Regions from separate parts of the Sus scrofa genome. Here region 1 is linked to region 2. The links are chromatin contacts, called in public promoter capture Hi-C maps. All regions are on one chromosome and are shown on one strand. The core of a region is the stretch at or near the end of the contact, and the rest is flanking DNA. Distances in the headings are between cores, read along the strand shown. Region 1 holds the start of FNDC5 (fibronectin type III domain-containing protein 5). Region 2 holds the start of SYNC (syncoilin).

Region 1 (3,123 bases), core at 432-2,931, 150 kb before region 2:
AGGACCCCCTGAGCCCCCTCCCATCTCACCCCTCCCAGGGTGACCAAATGGAAGCTTGGGGGGCAGTGTAAGGAGTCATGGGATGGGCATTGGGAGACAGGGGCGCCATTGCTGCTCCTCACTTGCCCTGTGAATTCGTACCCAGCTCTTCCCATCTCTGGATCTCAGTTTCTTAATGGAAAATGGAGGCAGGGCAGGGATGCTTTGTGGGACAAAGCTTGACAAGGTGTCACCCTTTTCAAAAAGAATAAGGGCTTCTGGACGACCTGAAGGCCTTTAAGATGCAAAGGAATGCCCCTCTAATGGAATTTCAGACAGTGGAGGAGGGGGCTCATTTGGAGAGATGGGCCCCCTGGTCTATGCTTCTCTCCTCAACCTTGTTTCTCTGACTGGGACTTAGGGCGGAGAAGGTCCCTGGGGTGGGGGTCGGGGCTTCCCCAGCCCAGTGCTCCAGAGGGCCTCTTATTAGGGAAAGGGCAGTGGCTGCAGCCTGAGGGCTTTTCTCTGCCACTCCAAGATCAGAAACAGAGTGGCTTAGGCAGGGTGTGTGGGACCGAGGTAGGGACGGTGGTAAGCATATGGATGTCCCCAGGGTAATGAGGGAGGGGTCCCCAAGCCCTTTCTGAACTGTGACTGCTGGCCATGTCGCCAAAGCCCCCTGCACCTTGGAGTCATTAGCTCATTCACTACTCCTAGCCTTCAGCTGCGCCAGAAGGGTGGGGGCAGCGGTATTGGAGCCACTTCTCCCTCACCCAGCTTTTGGGAAGAGACGGTGCCAGAAAGCTCTCTGGCTCCAGAGAAGCTGGCACAGACAAGTTCTAGCATCTCAGGGATCCCTGGGTGGGAGACAGTCCAGTCACGCACACATGGGGAGTCAGCTCAGCCTGTGTTCAAATCCTGGCTCTGCTGTGGGTCCTTGAGCAAGTCAAGCAACCTCTCCAAGCTGCAGTCTCCTATGCAAAAGGCAGACAGCAGAGCGCTCAGTCTTCCAGGGCTGCAGTGAGAGGGGAGGTCATGAATCAAGAACAGCCCCCAGGCACTTAGGAGATGCTGACGCTTACTCCCATTAAGGAGAGAAATGAGGAGCCCAAGAAGGGGAAAGACTGGTCTGGGGTCCCAGAGCTAGGTCCTCCTAGCACCCTCTTCTCGGCCCCATGGTAAACAGCACCTCCTGTCTGCACCCCGGCACCTACTAAGAACTCTGTAGTCACCCCCATCCCTACTAGCATTGCTCCCCTCTGCTCCCTCCTGCCCCAGCCTGCAAGGCCTCGGGACTGGGGCCAAGTGAGGGGTGGGGACCCCCAGCAGAGGGAGGGGAGGTCAGCTTTGGGGTGGGATGCCGTGGGGGCACAGAGGAGCATCTCCGTGCCACTTGCCCTCCCTCTCCCTCCGGAAAGGCCAGAGGTGGGGGCCGGGTCAAGGCTGCGCGGCGGGGAGAGGGACTTGGCACCGGGGAGCGCAGAGAACACCCTCGGGCTCCTGTACCGACGAGATGGCGGGAGGGGGGCCGCGTCGCGGGCTGTCGGGGTTGGGGGGGGCGCGGGGGCGCCCTCCGCCCCTCACCCCGCCCCCGCGCCTCTCCCCGCAGCGGGGGCGCCCCGCCCCCCGGGCGCCCGACGTGGACGCGGCCGCCGCCGCTGCCGCCGCCGCCGCCGCCGCCGCCGCCGCGCGGGAGTCGCTGTCCGCGGAGCCGACATGCCAGCGGCGCGGGGCGGCGCGGGGCGGCCGAGCCGGGCGGGTCGCGGGCCGGAGCGCCAGTGCGAGCGGCCGCCGGGCGCCGGAGCCGCGTCCCCCTGCGCCGCCCCGAGCCGGCTGGCCGGAGCAGCCGCCATGCACCCCGGGCCGCCCCGCGCCGCGCTCCGCCTGTGGCTGGGCTGCGTCTGCCTCGCGCTGGTGCAGGCGGGTAAGGGGGCCCGGGGCGGGGGGCGGGGGGCGCGGGCTGGTATCCTCGGGTCCCTTCCCTGCTCCCTGAGGACCCAGTCTCTGGCCCGCTCACTGCTCCCCTTGCTCCACCCGCAGCCCCTTTCCTGCCTTCTTGACCCCCAGACCTGACCTCCAGCTCTCAAAGCCCTTCCTTTCACCCCTGCCCTGGTCAAGGGTCTTGGGATGCCCCAGTCCCCTCCTCCCATTGCCCTGACCCCAGACCTTTCCCTCAGAAGCCCTAGCTCCTTTCGCTGGCCCAGGGAGCAGCTGAGGACACTGATCTCCCCACCTTGGGCCTCCCTCCCTGTCCCCAAGCCTTGCAGGCCAACTCTGCAGGTCTGAGCGGGATGGGGTTCTGCTGTGTGGGAGGGATGGGACTGGCACCCGAGGGCGCGCTGGGACAGGTGGGGGTGGACCCTGAGCCTGGAGTCTGGCCTGCCCCCGGGGCCTGGCCTCCTCCTCTCCCAGCCTCTCCTGACGCCCTGTCCCTGTCCCTTCTGGCTGCCGCCCGTCTTGCTCATCTCTCCTGCCCGTCTCTCCTTGGCTCAGTGCTCTCTCTGCTTCCGCCCCGCGTCTGTCTCTGATACCCCACTTGTCAGTTCTCTGGTTCTGTGTCTGCTGCCCCTGCATGTGTGTCTCTGTCTCTCTCCGACTCCACCTCTGGCTTTGTCTCCCCAGGCTCTAGGCACAGCCCCTGGGGTCTCAGGTTCACTCGCTTGTGGGGTGAGAGGTGCGGCTTCAGCTTAGGTCTTCCCCTTTTAGAGCCTGTCCTTGGGGCTATAGAAGCTGTGTGAGTCTGCTGCCCCTCTCCTAGAAGGTTCTCCCCTCTCTGACCCCCATCATCCCCATCACTGCCTTCTCATCTGATCTCCTTCGTCCTCTCCCCCATCTAGAAGGCCCTACCCTGTACTCTTGACTCCACCGAGGGGCCCTGCTCCGAGTGAACCCATCCTCCTCTGCCGCCTCCCCACCGGCCTCTCGGGGTGGAGAAGAGGCCCTTCCCCACAATACTGGGGGCTCCTCTTTTGATCCTCACTCCCATCCCAGGGATCCCCCAGCTTGGCTCTTCTCGACCTCTGGGTCGGTCTCCTTCCTTCAAGGTCACTCACTTGACAGTGCATTTCTCTAGAAAGAGTGCTGGACTGGGAGGCCTTCTGCCTGCTCTGCACCAGGCTAACCTTCAGCTCCTGCAACCCTGGC
Region 2 (2,963 bases), core at 3-2,502:
GCTCTCACCCTTCAGTCCTCAAGTCACTTCTAGGCACAGTCACACACACACACTGTATACACGCCCCTCAGCCCAGTCACGACAGCCACAGCATGGCCACGCCAACACTCCACAACCAGCACCAGCACTACTCAAAATCACCGCCGCCTCGCTATACAGTCACACGCTCCTATGCCCACTCACAGGCATGTACCCCGCCCCCCAGTCATCACAGGGTCACGCGTGGACACACAATGCCAGTCTCCCCGCCACACTCCATACGCACAAACACGTGGCGTTCATACAGTCGCCAGCAGGCACAGAGATCCCAACACACAGCCCACATGCGTTCAACAGAGCCGCACTGCTGCCCCACCCCCACCCCTCGCTGCAGGCCTCTCTGATTAAAGACATCCAGCCCCTCCGCTTGTTATGGTGCACAGCATTCTTCTGCGATTGAGTCAAAGAGCTCCCCAGACAGAGGGGCTAAGTGGAAAAAAGGCATCAGGAGGGAGAATGCCGGAGGCCCAGGTCTGGAAGGGGCCAGACAGCTTCTCGCTTAGGGAGAAAGCAAGCCTTCAGTGTTTAAGTTTGATCCCCACACTGGTGGACTTCGAACTTGGGGAAGGGGAGCGCGCCTTGGAGTGGACCGCACTGCGGGCGGGGGTGACAGGTGGAGCAAGCGGAGAGACCCCAGGAAACCTCGCAGCGCAGGGGCGGAGAGCGGGTTAAATACGGACTCAACCTCAGAGGCTCCAACCCTCCCGAGCAGTCCTCCCACCGCCCTTCTCCAGGCTCCCGACTGTCCCCAAATGGACGGGGTGTGGCGTTACCCCTCCTCCTCCAGCCCTTGGCGACAGCTGCGGGGCACAGCTCTCAGGCGCCGGGGGAATCGCAGGGCGGCGGCGGACACCCCTGAACTCCTGCGGGCGGCGGGCGGGGTGCTGGGTCCCTCGAGGTCCCCAACCCCACACCCAGCCCCCTCCCGGGACGGCCGGGCAAGGCAAGCGCTCCCCTGGAGCTGCAGAGCCACCTTCCTCCCCGCACCCCCGCAGCTAGGACCCTTGAAAGGGAAGGGTGGAGAGAGAGAAGGTTCGGGAAGACCTAGGGATGGCCGGTTTTGGAGACGCCGACCCCCCATACCCTTCTCCCCCGGCTGGTCCCGGGAGGGGCGGCCTCTCCCCGCCCCTGGGCCGCGCGGCCGCTCCCTCCTCCCGCGGAGGAGCCCGGGCCAAGTGGGCGCGCCCGGCCCGGGGCCGGCGGGATCCGGTGTCGGCTGCAGCTGGCAGTGCTGCTGGCGGGCGCGGGCGGCCCGCGGGGCCGGCTATTAATACCGCGGCCGCCCAGCCCGGGTCGTGCAGCCATGGCCAGCCCGGAGCCCCGGCGCGGCGGGGACGGCGCCGCCCAGGCCGCGAGGTAGGAGCGTCCCGGGCCCGCGTCGCCGCCTCTGGGGAGGGGGTGCCGGCGGGATCCCCTCCCCCCGCGAGCGCCTGTCGCCGGGGCGGGGGGCGGGGCAGGGGTCCAGCCGGGGTGGGGCACGGGGCGGAGCCACCGGCCAAGGGAGAGCGGGGAGTCCGGCCTGGCCAGCACCTCCGTTTGTCTGGGGCTTTTTATAGTCCCCCCTCCCCCTCCCACGGGCGGCGTGAGGGTTAACCCCTTTACATTAGAGGGCATCAATCGTCAGATGCCCTTCGGCCCACAGGGGCCAAAGACGCTACCCGTTTTCTTTCATTCCTCACCCCAAAGGCAAGTGGAGATGGAGGCCTCCAGCTGCTGAATTCGCCCTGTGGAAGATGCTTGGTGCAAGGTTGGGCAGCGGCCAGCTTAGAGTTGAGAGTTCAGGAAGCTCATTCTCTCTGGTCCAGGGCCTGGCATGGTGTGGGGGCAGGGTCTCCTGTCCTAGACCCGCAGGAGGGCCTTGGCTGGCCAGGAGCCCTGGAGGGGAGGCTCTGTCCCTCCCTCCCTCCCTCCATCCATCCATCCCTCCATCCATCCTCATAGTGAGCTTGCCACTGGTTAGGGGGAAGGGACCTGTGGCTGAAGGGTTTGAGGTGAGGAGGCAGCGTTTCCGCCCCAGGTTAGCCTGTAGCCCTGGACTTCCTACTGTACCAAGAGGTAGAGGTGCAGATACACACACGTGACGCCCCTCCACTGTCACAGTTTGACACATACACTCACTTGTACTGCGGTACCCACATGTGGGTACACACGGAGCCAGCCACACACCAACTCAGGCCTGCACAGGGTCACAAACACTCCAGCCATAGCCTTGCTGGACAGGGTAGGGAGCTGCTGGAATACTTGAGGGACAGGGACGGAGTGGCAGAGGTGGCCCAAGGAAACCTGAAGTCAGGGGTCACAGCTGAGCTGCCTCCCTTGCCCCCTACCTCCCATCATCACCTTTTTCCCCCAGCTCCTTAGAGAGAGGCAGCTGTGTGAGGGCAACACCTAACAGAGGCCTGGCACTGTGGGTGGGGTGACCGAGGCAACATGGTGTGTGGTAACAGCGCTGCCTGCGAGTCAGGAGACCTAGGTTCTACTTCCAGCTTTGCCACTTGACCTTGGGCAAGTTTCCCCCTTGGATCTCAGTCCATTGCTGCCTGTCTTCTACAGAGCCCCACCCTGGGGTATAGAGAAAATAACTGCGCTTGTCCTTAGGAAATGGACTGTCAGGGAAGATAGACCCAGGCACTTCCATAATACAAAGCACTTAGTGCAAAGATGAGCTGCATACAAAGTGCCTTGAGAACACGAGAATGCAGGTTGTCTGGGAGATGCTTCACAGAGGAGGTGGAGTTTGAGCAGGGCTTGAGGGTATGTAGAAATTTGTTAGCTAAATAGATATAAATATATTTTGAATGCCAGGGCCAAGCTCTATTATATCTGCAGTAACTGTTTGACTTCTTTCAGACCTCATGCCTATTCTAAGAGGAGAGTGATAAAAAGGAGCTCTGGCTCTGGAGCCAGACTGCCAGCCTTCTCTA

What was found. Promoter capture Hi-C pulls out the DNA fragments that hold promoters and counts their contacts.
Region 1: a contact with region 2 is called in a promoter capture Hi-C map of fetal skeletal muscle, with 6 times the contacts expected there. The contact joins the promoter of FNDC5 here to the promoter of SYNC in region 2. A contact is called at or near these places in 2 of 5 promoter capture datasets (fetal skeletal muscle and liver), 17 of 47 Hi-C or Micro-C datasets (alveolar macrophages, blood, embryonic fibroblasts and 10 more) and 1 of 2 datasets of contacts at active chromatin or transcription factors (alveolar macrophages).

The regions. Positions count from the first base shown.
Region 1 is chr6:89,170,429-89,173,551 of Sscrofa11.1, reverse strand. It overlaps FNDC5 (fibronectin type III domain-containing protein 5), which reads left to right and starts at 1,681. Exons shown (of 6, transcript XM_021095834.1): 1 at 1,681-1,903. The coding sequence starts at 1,696.
Region 2 is chr6:89,024,596-89,027,558 of Sscrofa11.1, reverse strand. It overlaps SYNC (syncoilin), which reads left to right and starts at 1,252. Exons shown (of 5, transcript XM_013999124.2): 1 at 1,252-1,395. The coding sequence starts at 1,343.